Linked DNA regions of Mus musculus: region 2 is linked to region 1. The links are chromatin contacts, called in public Hi-C maps. All regions are on one chromosome and are shown on one strand. The core of a region is the stretch at or near the end of the contact, and the rest is flanking DNA. Distances in the headings are between cores, read along the strand shown.

Region 1 (6,654 bases), core at 287-2,786:
CAACACATGGCTCCTTACTGATTTACTGACCTTTCTGAGTATTATAAATGGAACACACACCTGAAGTTAAAGATAATGCCCTACTGTTGAAGACATCACATACTTAAGTCATAGAACACAGAGGAATCTTGGTGTTTACCTGTAAGGTTCATGCCTACTGGCTCCCTTTCATAGGGCTAGAAAGTTCTATGCACACTACTGGAAGAGAAAATTATATCAGTCTTATCCAGATCCAGCTGTGAACCTTTTGAACCAGTAATGATCAGCCTGGCAAGACATGCCCACTGGGGCAAGAGTGGCATAAATGGTACAGGAATAGCCGACTGCTTTCTGACTTGAATTAAGGCCTGTTCCACAATTCCATAGCTGGCATTGTTATCAGGGTCAAGAACGGGTACCTGGAAAGGTCATAGGCCCTAGGGGAGATTCTGCTACTATTACTTTGCTAAATGGGCACAGTATTCAACAGACTTCTGGGGACTTATCATCATACCCATAATATAATATAATTAGCACATCTTTCAGTCTGTGTCAGAAAATCTTTTGGAGTAGGTAGTGACTCACACAGAGACCAAGAAATTAAAGTGCAGAGAATAGAAGATTAGAATTATAAGTCCAAAATGGGACATCTATGTTCTTCTTCCTCCTAAGGTTTAGGAATCATTGCAGAAGAAGAGGCAGAGAGATTATAAGAGCCAGAGGCTGTGGATGACTTTAAGGAAACAGTTTCTTCTGGACATTGCAGGGCTGTTGTGCATATGAACTCACAGCAGTTGTGACAGCACACGCAAGGTTGTCACAAGTTCAAGCCAAAAAGAACCCCATCATGAAGGGGTGAGGTAGACAGGAAGTCTCGCCCCCAGTGGAGGTGTTATTGACAACTGAAAGTGTCTGGCTAATGGAGCGTTTTCTTTGCATATGTGCCTCTTGGTAGATCAATACTCTCCAATAGAAAGCCATACGACCAAGAGTATGTAGACAGAACGAATGTAGTTGATGGGTTAAAAAAAATAAAGAATATACGGTTGAGTGGGTAAGGAAGAAGGGATGGATCTAAGAGGAGTTGGGGAGAACATAAATCTGATCAAAACACAGTGTGCAAATTCTCAAAGTTACTTAAAAAAAGAAGAAGAAAAAAAAAAAAAAGCCAGAAAGGGCCTTAGAGGTCATCCGGCAGCTGTGTCTGCCAACAGACGGAGTGATTCATGATTTTCCTCAAGTTTGGCATCTGCCTGGGAATTTACATGATGTCACTTCAGTGCTGACAAATGAGCAGCTTGGCTAGAGCCAACACTTGTGTGGGCTGCTTCATCCACAGGCGTTAGCTGGTTAATTTGAGGAGAAATCGGCTCTGCCTGAGTCAGTAGACTGCGACACTGGCACGCTTACCTGCTCTGAGCCTCATCTCTCCTTCACTGCCTCTAAGACCTCTGAGTCACGAGATTCCTCCGTTCTCCATTCTGCTGCTGACCCGAGGGCAGGCCGATCAGCTCAGTCTTTTCGAGCCTGTCCAGTCACCATACCCACAGTCTCCTCCAATCAGGGAAAAGGCAGAACTGAAACCAAGTCTTGTGTTTCAGCGGTGCGCGGTGTATGTCTATCTCCTCTTAACCTGAAAGCCTTCTCTCTCTGTGCTCACATGTTCTCAGCTCCCTTCTTCCTCTCCCAAAACAGCTCACGGAGAGATGGGGCTGGAGAGCAGGCCAGACATAAAGAAGGAACTACAAAGACCCAGCTCTAAGGAAGAAGCTTAAATTTGGTGAAGGCTACATCTTAAAGCCAAAGGGACCCTGCTTTTGTTATGGTTTCATGGCTGTGAAGAGACTCCATGACCAAGGCAACTCTTATAAAGGCAAAATTTAGTTTTAGTTTGGAGCTGATTTATAGTTTCAGAGGTTTAGTCCATTATCATCATAGTGGGAAGCACAGCAGAGTGCAGGCAGACCTGGTGCTGGAGGAGACTTCTACATCTTGATCCATAGGCAGCAGGAGGAGGCTCTCATTCCACATTAGGTGGAACCTGAGCATAGGAGACTTCACAACCCACCCCCACAGTGACACACTTCCTCCAACAAGGCCACACCTTCTCCAATAAGTCCACACCTCCTAAATGTGCCACTCTCTGTGACCATGCATTCAAAACACATGGCTCTATGTGGACCATTCCTATTCAATGACCCCTTAGTTGTAGAAATGATGATCTAGTGGGACAGAATGCATAACTTTCCCTTAGACTCACTTGACTGAAACTTGTTTCTTAACCTGAGGCCATGAGCCAGAGAGGAAGGAACACCTCTCAATGTTCATCAGGGAGATGAACATTGAGAGAAATCAGGGACACTCCACAACAGAGATAAGCCAGAACAGGAAGAGATATATCTCTCAATGAAGGTCAATAGAACTGTTAAGTAGTCCTGAGTCTAATCTAGAGAAGTCTGGGAGTTATAGTTAAATTCTGCATTGAGGCTAGAAACGAAACAAGCCCTGAGCCAGTGGTTTTCAACACAGCCTTCACACTGGAATCATCTGGGAGCTTGAAAAAGAAAATCTCCTTAGGCCCTATTCTTAGAAATTCTGGTTTAATTGGTCTGGGATATATTGGTTTCATTGAAGTCAGCCTGGGAAAATCTAATCTAATAGTCAAGACTGAGAGCTACTTTGAAATGAAATGATAATATGTAACAGGGAACCTTTCCAGCACACAAGTTTATTTTCCAGTTCTCTGAAGAGAGATGGCATAAAAGTACCTTGGGATCATTTTAGGGCTTTTCTTCAGATAGAAGTTACTTCAGAATTGGAAGGGGCTTTCTTTCAGATAGGCAAGCAGGTATAGGAGCCCCCCCTGGAGTCTGAACTTCACCAGTTGCTGTCTGGAGAAGAGGCTATATGCTGTCAGAAGAAAAAGGCACTCAACTCAAGGTTTAGATCCTAACAGAGAGAAGAGAGCATGGGACTCAGGGTCCCCTGGAGCCCTGGCAGGTGTCTCCCTGTGCGCTCCCTTTGTTTCTGCAGCTCTGTGACTGAAGCTCCAACACCAGCCCTCCTCCTCCTCGACGCTCTCGCTGACCACCCCGAATAAAATTAATCTATCTCGAGTTCCTTGAGTACTGCATTCATCTTCCTATTTCCTGCTCGTGTCACACTGCATTACGGTTATTTGTTTCTCTGTCTGTCTTTTTTTCCCTGCTAGACTGTGGATTTCTGAGAATCTGACTTTGCTTTTCATCTTTATGTAATAAATGTCAGGAGTGCCTGACATGTGATAGGTGCTGAACAAATATTTATAGAACTGATCAGAAATCCTTGGCTGGGTTTCTAGGTAACCCAAAATGCTATTTCATTTACCATTGCAATTGAAATATGTATGTAGGTAATGGACGGTGGGGAGGAATGGCCTGGTATCATCTTTTTCTTCATGATAATTTAGAATTTATTTACATACAGACTAAATAAGAACATACAATACATAATGCTGAAATTCTCTGGGTATGATAGTTCACATCTTGTAGTCCCAGCAGGCAAAAGTCTGAGACAGGAGGACTGTGGTTGAGAGAACTTGGGTCTATATAAGATCTTAATATGAGAGAGGAGGGCGGGCATATGCTACCAGCAGTCCAGGGACTTAGAGCCTAATGCATGTGGTATGGTGGTATGGAAGAATGGAGACAAATCTGGGAAGATTGGGAAGCTAAAACTAAAGTATCTCTATAAAAAACTTTTGACCTTTAAGGTACTGTGGATCACAGAAGTCACTTAAACAGGAAATGTTAACATCAGGTTTTTCATATGGGGCCAGACCAGTTTGGTGGCTTTTGGATGGATTAGTTGTAGCTTGTTAAAGTGGGGAAACAAGAAGATTGGAAGAGATGAGAAAATTGTGTTTTCTATCCCTAGTTCCAAATAATAGACATCAGCTGTTACAGGCTAAATTGTAACTCCACAAAAATTTATGAGCTGAAGTCCTAAGTCCTCATCCCTCAGAATGTAGCCACTTTTGGAGAAATAAAATAACTACATTAAATTGAAGAAAGTTAGGGTGTGCCCTGACACACTAGGACCATTCTCTTCTAAAAGAGAGAATGTTAAAACAGACATTCAGGAGTAAGATTCTAGCCCAGGAATTTTCAACCTTCCTAATGCTGCGGCCATTTAATACAGTTCCTCATGTTGTGATGATTCCCACCCCACCAACCATAAAATTATTTTGTTGCTACCTCACAACTGTAATTTTGCTACTGTTATTAATTGTAATGTAAATATCTGTGTTTTGCAATGGTCTTAGGTGACCCCTGTAAAAGGGTTGTTCAACCCCAAAGGGAGTGTGACCCACAGGTTGAGAACCCCTGCTGTAGGAGATGCAGAGGAAATTTACCAAGGAAGGAAAAAGGGCATGAGAAATTAACCCTCTGTCTGTTTCATCTGAGACTTCCAGCTTCCAGATGTAAAAAAAACAAAGTGATTTCTGTTTGTTTAACTCATCCTGCCATTATGGAACTTTGTTATGACAGCCTTAGCTCCCTAACACAACAGTAAACCCTTAGGACATGATCAACTGTTAAGTCATATGCTCTTGTGTATTATTATTTTACATGACCTAAATCTCTGGGTCTTGGCACATTTTAGGGGCCAAGTAAGTAACAGATAATATAATGCATAGTATTTGATTACACTTTAACATAAAAATATAGCTCAGTGATTAAAAGCCCTGGCTGCTCTTACAAAGGACCTGGGCTTGATCCCCAGCATCCTCACACAATTCAACCATCCATAACTCCAGTTCCGAGAGAGCTTATGCCCTGTTCTGGCCTCTGAGGGCAACAGGCACACACAGTACACAGACATACATGCAGGTAAACAAAACAAAACAAAAAAACCACTCATATAATGCTAAAAATAATTTAAAATTTTTGTTTGTTTTGACAAACAATAAGAGGCAAAACAAAAAAAAAAAACAATCCCCCCCCCCAAACTTTAACTAGGCTGGGAAAATATATTAGCCACACCAGCTTGATGAACTAGTTTTGATCAGTCATATCCATGTAAAATCCTAGGTGCGCCTGTATCCCAGCACTTCTCCATGGATATTCGAGGCAGAGGCAAGGGAATTAGTTGGTGTTGCCCTCCAATTAAGGTTGAAGCCTACCATTGTCTGGATAGCCTTCTGGGTTCATTGCAAAATGGCTGACTCCCTTTACCAGCAGGGCTTCTCCTTCTCTGATTTTGTCGGGGGAGTTTAAAACCCCAACACACCTCTACCTGTGGACTGTCAGGTAGCCTTGGTAAAGATTACAGGTTAGGCTTCCTTTCTCCTGATAGGAACCTGTTCAGCACCTAGGATTCCTGATGTTTCTTCTCATGCTAATGAGGCGTATCAGTACCTTAACTTTCCGCTAGTGACCTCTGCCCACCCTGGATGTTATTACTGTGGGTACTCACAGGGGTTCCGAACCCCCACCCCTATCAATCATCTCTGCTCTATTTGCTCTCATGGACCAACATTGGCTGAAGATCTCTGGGGGCGGGGGGGGGGGGGGGAGGCTCAGAAAGAAGCTCTTGGGTCAGCTAACCTGAAGTACTGTGCACCGCAGCAGGAAACAAGGAGACCCAGTTTTAAGATGGTAGAACTGACTAAGGTGAGAACTGACTCCTCATAGTTGTCTCTAACCTCCACATGTGCATGCAAATGTATAATGTTAAAAACCTTAAATAAACGTACTGGGCGTTTTCCATCCATTTTAGATTTTCCTAAATTCATAGGTTATAAATTAATATTTGTAATTTTCCTCTTTACCCACATTTAACCCCAGTCACATACACATGCATGACTAAACAATCTATTAGAACAATCTTCAATATATCTCTGGTAACTTTTTGGTAGCAAATAACTGGCTCCCATATTGCTTGGGTACAGTGACCACAGAGGTGGTCATGTGACTTAAAGAGAACCGATGTTTAGGCTGGCAAACCAATTAGTATCTCTCTCTCTCTGACTCTCTGTCTCTCTCTGACTCTGTGCGTGTTTCTCTTTCTGTCTCTGTCTCTGTCTCCTTCCCTTCCTCCCTCCATCTCCCTCCTGTCAAGAAACCTAGAAACTGAGAACGTGGGTAGATGAATGATGTTTACGGTGGAGACTGAGAGTGACCTTAACTCAGGTCCTCTGATTTGTTTGATGCTTGAGACCTCTTGATGCGCAGGAGTTCAAAGTCCTCATGACAGCTCCCACAGTCACTCTTGCTTAAGCCATTTTACCATTCCCACCTCCACAAACAGTTTTGTCCTAATACAAAGACTCAAAGGAATCCCAAGGTTGAGATTAAGCTTTAAAACATAACTCACAAATAACCACACTGATAAACCTTTAAAATACATGTAATTCTGTACAGCCTCTTTTTTTTTTTTTTTTCAGAGCAGAGGACAAAGTCTGTGCCACAAAGAGAGGTCTGAGTAGAGAAAGAAAGACAGTCAGGAACGTAACTGCCTCCATGATTCATGTGAAGTTTACTTTGAATTTTCTGAAAGTAACATTTTCATTTAAGTATGATTGAGTGCATATATGTGAATATATCCATATTAAAAAGTGGTTACAGCCTTACTTAGAAAAAGAAAGAAAGGAGAGGATATGGGGGATGGAGAGATGGCTCAGTGGTTAAGAGC
Region 2 (6,806 bases), core at 356-2,855, 370 kb before region 1:
AAAAGCAGAGCCAGAAGGGAATAGAAAAAGACAGTGCTGATTGTTATAAAAGACAATTCCAGTGGCCTCTTCAACTTCCCTGAGCTGAACACTTTAACCCCTGGGCCTATCACAGGAGCTGAAGATACACAAATGCACAAATCAGTGAGCTTTGGCATATGTCTGCATTCAAGGAAAAACTCAAATGTTCCCAGTGTGTACTTAACTAGTCCCTCTGATCCTTTAAACTACACATCTCCTCGTCTGTGGGGCAGGAGAAAATGGTGGGTGGGGGAGGGGGCGAGCATGATCAAGGGGACACCTTACAGGGCTGCTTGCAGAAGATCCTGCCGAGTTCAGAGCCTCATCTTGTCTCATGTGCATGTTTATTGTTTAGTTATTGGTGTGTGGGAGGGGCACACCAGTCAGGGCAAGTTTGTGGAGGTCAGAGGATGGCTTTTTGGGTGTGTGTGTGTGTGTGGGGGGGGTTCTCTTTCCATCGGGTGAGTTCCAGAGATTGACCTCTGGCCCTCTGGCCTGGCTACAAGTGTTTTTACCCAATGAGCTACCCCCTCTTCTCTCCTACTGTGGTAAATATTCCTAATAAACACTATTATGTGGAATCTGAATTCAACCCAAGTCATTTGCACAGGTAGCTCACTGACGTTATGTTTGGAGGAGAACACCTTTTTCTTTCACCCTAACAACTAGTACTTGAAGAGTGCAATTAAAAACGTGAATGTTTTCACACACAGCATTTCACCTTACTGCATGGCTAACCTGAGAAGAGCATGCATATGATTATTAGCTCCATTTTACAAACGAGCAATTTGAGGCCCCAAAAGGTCAAATAATTTGCCTAAGTTCCCCAAACTAAAAAGAGAGAGAGAGAGAGAGAGAGAGAGAGAGAGAAACCTCTATTCAGCCCACGGGTAACTAAGAATCCATTTGTAAACACCTGGCTTCCCTCAAAGTGACCTACTATGGTTGGTGCTACTTAAGCGCTCTATATGTTCCTAATTCCAGAGTCATATTATCCCTCTTTTACAGGTAGGAAAGCTGACTTGAGAGGCCCAGTAACAAAAAGCGATAGAGTTGGATGTTCCTCCAACCAAAGGCAAATGATTCCTTTATGTTTGGTTGATTCTTACATCCGTATGCATTAAGGTTAGGGAAACTATAATGGGAATATGGATGTTACAATAGCAAGTGTAAGGCGTTTAGATCCCATATGCAGCACTCATACCCAGCCCCCTTCTTTATCTGCCACGAGTATTCTCTTGCAACCCCCTTCCTTGGGTGCAGACATAAAACATTGAAGGTTAGAATTGTCTTGAGAATTAACTGAGCCGCGCCATGTGCTGTGTAACAGGAAGCGACTGTCACTACAGGGGGTGATTTATTTTCAGTTTCCCCTGCGAAATGATGTCACTGTCACCTTGGACTGTCATGTCCCCATTCTTCCCTGTCTCATTGACAGTGGAAAGGTACGCCAGTGCCGAACTGACAGGATGCAAAATGCAAAGGGCCCAGCAACCCCTGGAGGGCCTTTCATACAGCAGAGATGGAGGAGGCTCTGGTTATATAAGCGGTCTCTTTGCAGGTGATATATCTGTCAATAGGTGGCAATCTCTCTCTTTGTCTCACACAGCCCTGAGCCGCATTGCAGAAGAGCCTTCCTGGCTGCTGCAGCCCCGCTCTGTCCTTTCAGTGAGAAATACAGGCGTGAGGGAGAGGAGGGTAGACCCGCCAGGGACACAGGCAGAAGGATCTGCCAGTGTGGGAAGGCTGTCTATTCTGTGGTGCTCAAAGCCATTCCGTCACCTCCTCACAGTGAGTATGCTTGATTACAGACGTCAAGGTCAAAAATGAAGGGCACTTCCTCTAGGGAAGCATTTCTTTGTGCCATTCAAAGCTGTCCATTAAACCCCAACATCTTTGAGAAGCCAAAGTATTGGAGCCATTCCTTAAGGCTGTTGGAAAGTTCCTTAGAGTCATAAGTGGGCTTCTGTGGAGTGGCTGGTTCTGGCCAGAAAGTCTAAGGTAGTAACCTAGTCAGGGGTTGCAAAGGCCTTAGGCCACGGGCTGACATACTGATGCTAACTCAGCACCCACAACAGTGCGCGCCTCTGCAGACATCTGTGCTCACCATTCCTGTTCAGGTGTTGGCATTTTCAGTTGCATGTAACAAATGAGGAGTATTTGGGACTCAGAAAAGCTCCGTGGAAGCACCAGCGACAGGCAAGTCACGAAAGGGACACAAGTTGACCTAGTCCCTGAGTCTCCACAGTCCCTTCTCAAGTAAAGCCAAGAGAGGGTGCTGCAGGCAGAGGGGCCAGCTGCACGGCCTGGCACAGGGATGGCGTGCAGCTCTTTCACTATTTACACTGTTTACACTGTCATCAGTCATAATGACTTTTGGGAAAGATAACCACATTGGCCTGTGCACAGTCTCCATACAAGGTCTCAGGCATGTCCATTCTTACAAATGTGTGAACAGACACATAGACCTGAATGTACTCACGATGGATGAAGTATTAATAGGGGCTATGTTCTTTTTGTTTTGTTTTGGTTTGGTTTGGTTTTGGTTTTTTGAGACAGGGTTTCTCTGTATAGCCCTGGCTGTCCTGGAACTCACTTTGTAGACCAGGCTGGCCTTGAACTCAGAAATCCGCCTGCCTCTGCCTCCCGAGTGCTGGGATTAAAAGGCATGTGCCACCATGCCCGGCTGCGGCTATGTTCTTGAAGCATGAATACCTAGATGTAGCTTTAAAAGCCAACAAAACACTTGTATGGTGGCCCGTGAGAGACTGAGGCATGAAGATATTGAGTTAGGCTGTTGTGGGCTACATAACAAGATTACTGTCTAAAACAACAACAACAACAAACAAACCCAAAACTACAAAACAAAGCAAAAATCCCCCAAGCATCAACAATTAAAATAAATAAATAAATAAATAAATAAATAAACAAGTAATAAATAAATAAATAAATAAATAGAAACTCAACAAGCTTTCTGCTGCTGTTTTAGTTAGGGTTACTATTGCTGTGATGTAACACCATGACCAAATGCAACTTGGAGAGGAAAGGGTTCATTTGACTTCCACTTCTACATCTCTGTTCATCATCAAAGGTCAGGCCAGGAACTCAAGCAGGGCAGGAACCTGAAGGCAGGAGCTGAGGCAGAGGTCATGGAGGAGTGCTGCTTATTGGCCTGTTCCTCATGGCTTGCTCAGCCTGCTTTCTTACAGAACCCAGAACCACCAGCCCAGGGATGGCACCACCCACAGTGGGCTGGGGCCTCCCCCATCAACCACTAATTAAGCAAATTTGCTGACAGCCTGATCTTCTGGAGACATTTTCTCAAATGAGGTTCCCTCCTCTCCAGCTTGTGTCAAGTCGACATAAACTAACATAGCCTCCAATAGAAAAGCATTAGGAACTTGTAGCTAGGATCTTCCACCTTTGACTTGTCTCCATGTTGTCTTCTGAATGCATATGACAAGCTAGACTTTGAAGAGTTAGTCTCATGGCTAATTTCACACTACAAATTCTTCTGGGCCAATGAATGCCTTTTACCAGTTGACAACTTTCAGCTCTTGCATGTTAACGATGCTGTGTGATTGCATAGCAATTTTTAAATCAATTAAACTTATTTTAAAAATTGATGTGTGTGTGTGTGTATGTGTGTGTGGTGTGTGCATCTGTATGAGGATAACCTGTGGGTGCCCAAGGATGCCAGAAGAGGGTACTGGGTCTCCTGGAGCTTGAGTTACAGGTGGTCATGAGCCAGCACATGTGGGTTCTGGGAACCGAACTCTGGTCCTCTGGAAGGACACCAAATGCTTTTAAGCACTGCTTGGCAATCTTGGTGGGCTATTTTTCTTGTTCTCTCTCTCTCTCTCTCTCTCTCTCTCTCTCTCTCTCTCTCTCTCTCTCTCTCAAAGGAGCTTGACATTAAGCCCTTCCAGATCTGAGATCCTAACATAATGATTGCCCCAAGATGACATTCATTGTACCCTGGCCCTAGCCTCCAGCTGTCAAATTCAGTCTAGTTCCAATAAACCATTCTATCTCTCTACAAACCAAGGAACAGATCATCTTCAGCCCAAGGTTTTACAGACAGGTAATTATTATTATTATTATTATTATTATTATTATTATTATTATTATTATTATTATTTTGCATGCAAATAAAAAAGAAAGTTATTTGGAAAAAAACCCAAAAAACCAGTAGAGGCGATCCTGTGCCCGAGTCTCTGGGTTGAACAGCCCAAAATATACATTGAAAGGTTTCTAAAAAGCCTGTTGAGGTAAAACTGTTTCTGCAAAACATGGGTTCTGGCAAGGACGGACGTTCTTAAGCAAAGCTGTTCATGTTGGCTTAGTGCAGCCTCACTGTTTTGCCAGTTGGAACTGGGTCAGCAGCATGGTCTCTGTTCTTGCCCCCATCCCACTCCATTCCTCCTCTCACTCTGTCCTGCTTATGCCAAGGTGGATATGCAGCCCCATTTGCCACAGCTCTGTAGTAGAGCAACTTTGTTGACACGAGAAAGGGTCTCCTTGCTTCGTCAGAATTAGCCACAGAAACTTCACGAGACTATCAGGACCTCTCAGATGCTCTCCCGGAGTACAAGTTCATAAAAAAGCTGGAGAGTTTAGAGGAGAAAACGAAACCTCTTCCAGCTGCTAAAATCTAGCTGGAGCATCTGTCACATGACCCCATGCAGTCTCTGCACTTCAGCTTTGAAATGGAATGTGCAAGCCATCAATGGACGGGAAAAAGAAGGGGGAGAGCCGCTCTACAGCAGTTGGCCTGATTTGCCTGGCAGTACACGAAGCATTTGTGCCAACCCCACACTTAAGAGTCCTTTGCCTGTGTGTGTTCCCAGCCAAGGCCTTACCTCAAGTTTAAGAGACCAGGGCCACGTGTGGATTTCGGGAGGCCTAAAGCTTGAATGTTTGGGGCGGGGCTCTATAAGAACTTGCAAAAGTGAATGCAAACTGGAGCCCAGGGTTCTGGCTGGGAATGGCAAGCAAAAGCAAGGAAACAGATGCTTAATTACCATCCAGGTCGCTCCCACTTGCCATTTGCTTCATTGTTTCCGTCTTAAACAGAGCTTTCTAACAATGGCTTTGGGCCTTTTGTCAGCCTGTCCGTTAGAGCCCTGCAGAATAGCCTGCACACATATGGCTTATCTCAAGCAAGTGGCTTGCATACTTTGGCTTCCCACAGACCCACTCTTAGAGAACAGTTTTCACATTAAATGCCATTTGGGAATTCAAAGTTTCAGTTATACAAGATGAGAAGTTTCTGCAGACTATGTATGGTATTTTGTGAACTAAACTGTAATGGATGGTTTTAATTTGAAAAAAAAAAAAAAAGAGGGAACCTTAAATCTTCTCAGGGCAGGCACACAATAGTATCTATTACTTAGAGGGAACAGAAATGTTAGTCCATTTGGTTGTATATGAATTAAAAAAAACAAACAAGAATTTTCTGTGTACTTTTGTTTTTTGATTTTTGTCTCAAATACATATTTTTTTTGTATACCAGTCAAAGCTTAGACTACCTGATGAAACTTCCTAGCCCAGAACATTTATCTATTCGAAATTAGCCTAGTAGATCCGTACAAGAGATTCATTCTCCATTCTTTCAGCCTAAGGTTTGTACACTTTAGTAGCCAATGTAGGGCATATAAATAGTTCTCCAGGCTTCTTCAAATAAGGAAAGGAAGTGACTTCAATGTATTTAAGCTTAGATCTGATAAATGCCATATTGACTAAAGAATGATGACAGCACATGCCTGCAATCCCAGCACTTGGGAGGAAGAGGCAGGCAGATCAATGTGAGTTCTAGGCCAGCCAGGGCTGCACAGAGAGTTCTGCCAGCCAGGGCTATATCATGAGGATCTAGCTGTCTATGGTGGTGAGCACACCTGTACCTCCAGCTCTGAATAAGGAAGATCACCTGAGTCTAGGGGCTCCATACTCGCCTAGGAAGTAAAATGACACTGCCTCAAAACAAGCAAGCAAGCAAATGAACAAACAAAAAACCAATGAAGATAACAATCTGTGACCTACACGGCACGAGGAATATAGCATAAGTTTAAAAGGAACTGAGGGCATGGCCTCCATCTTTAAGAGGTTTCTAACATAGCTGGGTGCTGAGACAGGCATGTTGACACCTGTAATCCTGCCAAAGGGGGGCTTGTTGTACCCCCTGCAGTATGGCAGGGTCTACCCATAAGCCCTGTAGATACACGGAGAAACAAAGAAAGGACTGGGAACATGCTGAGACCACTCATGGGAGGAGGGTAGAGACATAATTAAAGGACATTTAAAACTTTCTAAAGAATATGGAGGTCTGCCAATATACTGGGTGTTGGGGAAGGAAGGAGCCATGGAGGCCTTTAGTCTTGAGGGACCATCAGGTGGAGGAAGGTCTCTGTCAGAGACCCAGCCTTGGCAAGAGGGTAGGGGGACACAAGGTAGGCAGAGTCAGGTATGGACACTAGTCTAAGCAGGCAGTAGAACATCCCCACTGGCAGCTGGAAATAGGGAAGGAGATGCACATCTGGATGTCATCTTGTAGGAGTGAGAGGTGGGGGAAGAAGAGCCTTTGGACTCAGGAGAAAGGGTGGGGGGGGGGGAAGGCTGAGGGCAGCTGTGGAGGGGCGGGAAAATCGGAAACAGAACCCAAGAACAAGCACAGCGTGTGCCCACCAGCCCACCAGGGGTCTCTGCGAGCAGAAAGGACACCTTCTCTCCAGGCAGATGCAGTAGCAGACTGGTGTACAGGGCTTGGCAAGCACAATGCAGGTAGG

Evidence for each region. Hi-C and Micro-C count contacts between places; a contact is called where the count stands out from the background.
Region 2: a contact with region 1 is called in a Hi-C map of cerebral cortex, with 4 times the contacts expected there. The contact joins two enhancer-like sites. A contact is called at or near these places in 2 of 484 Hi-C or Micro-C datasets (cerebral cortex and embryonic stem cells) and 1 of 9 other capture datasets (embryonic stem cells).

The regions. Positions count from the first base shown.
Region 1 is chr16:37,435,608-37,442,261 of GRCm38.p6, reverse strand. No RefSeq gene overlaps it. Among named protein-coding and RNA genes, the nearest start is that of Stxbp5l, 54 kb to the right of the region's middle. Within about 2 kb of position 1,536, at least 66 of the 459 cell types and tissues checked have an H3K27ac peak or open chromatin away from gene starts, as enhancers often do. A contact at or near this core is called in cerebral cortex, where this site is marked.
Region 2 is chr16:37,807,425-37,814,230 of GRCm38.p6, reverse strand. The region is part of intron 2 of Fstl1 (follistatin-like 1); the gene reads right to left. Among named protein-coding and RNA genes, the nearest start is that of Fstl1, 34 kb to the right of the region's middle. Within about 2 kb of position 1,605, at least 70 of the 459 cell types and tissues checked have an H3K27ac peak or open chromatin away from gene starts, as enhancers often do. A contact at or near this core is called in cerebral cortex, where this site is marked.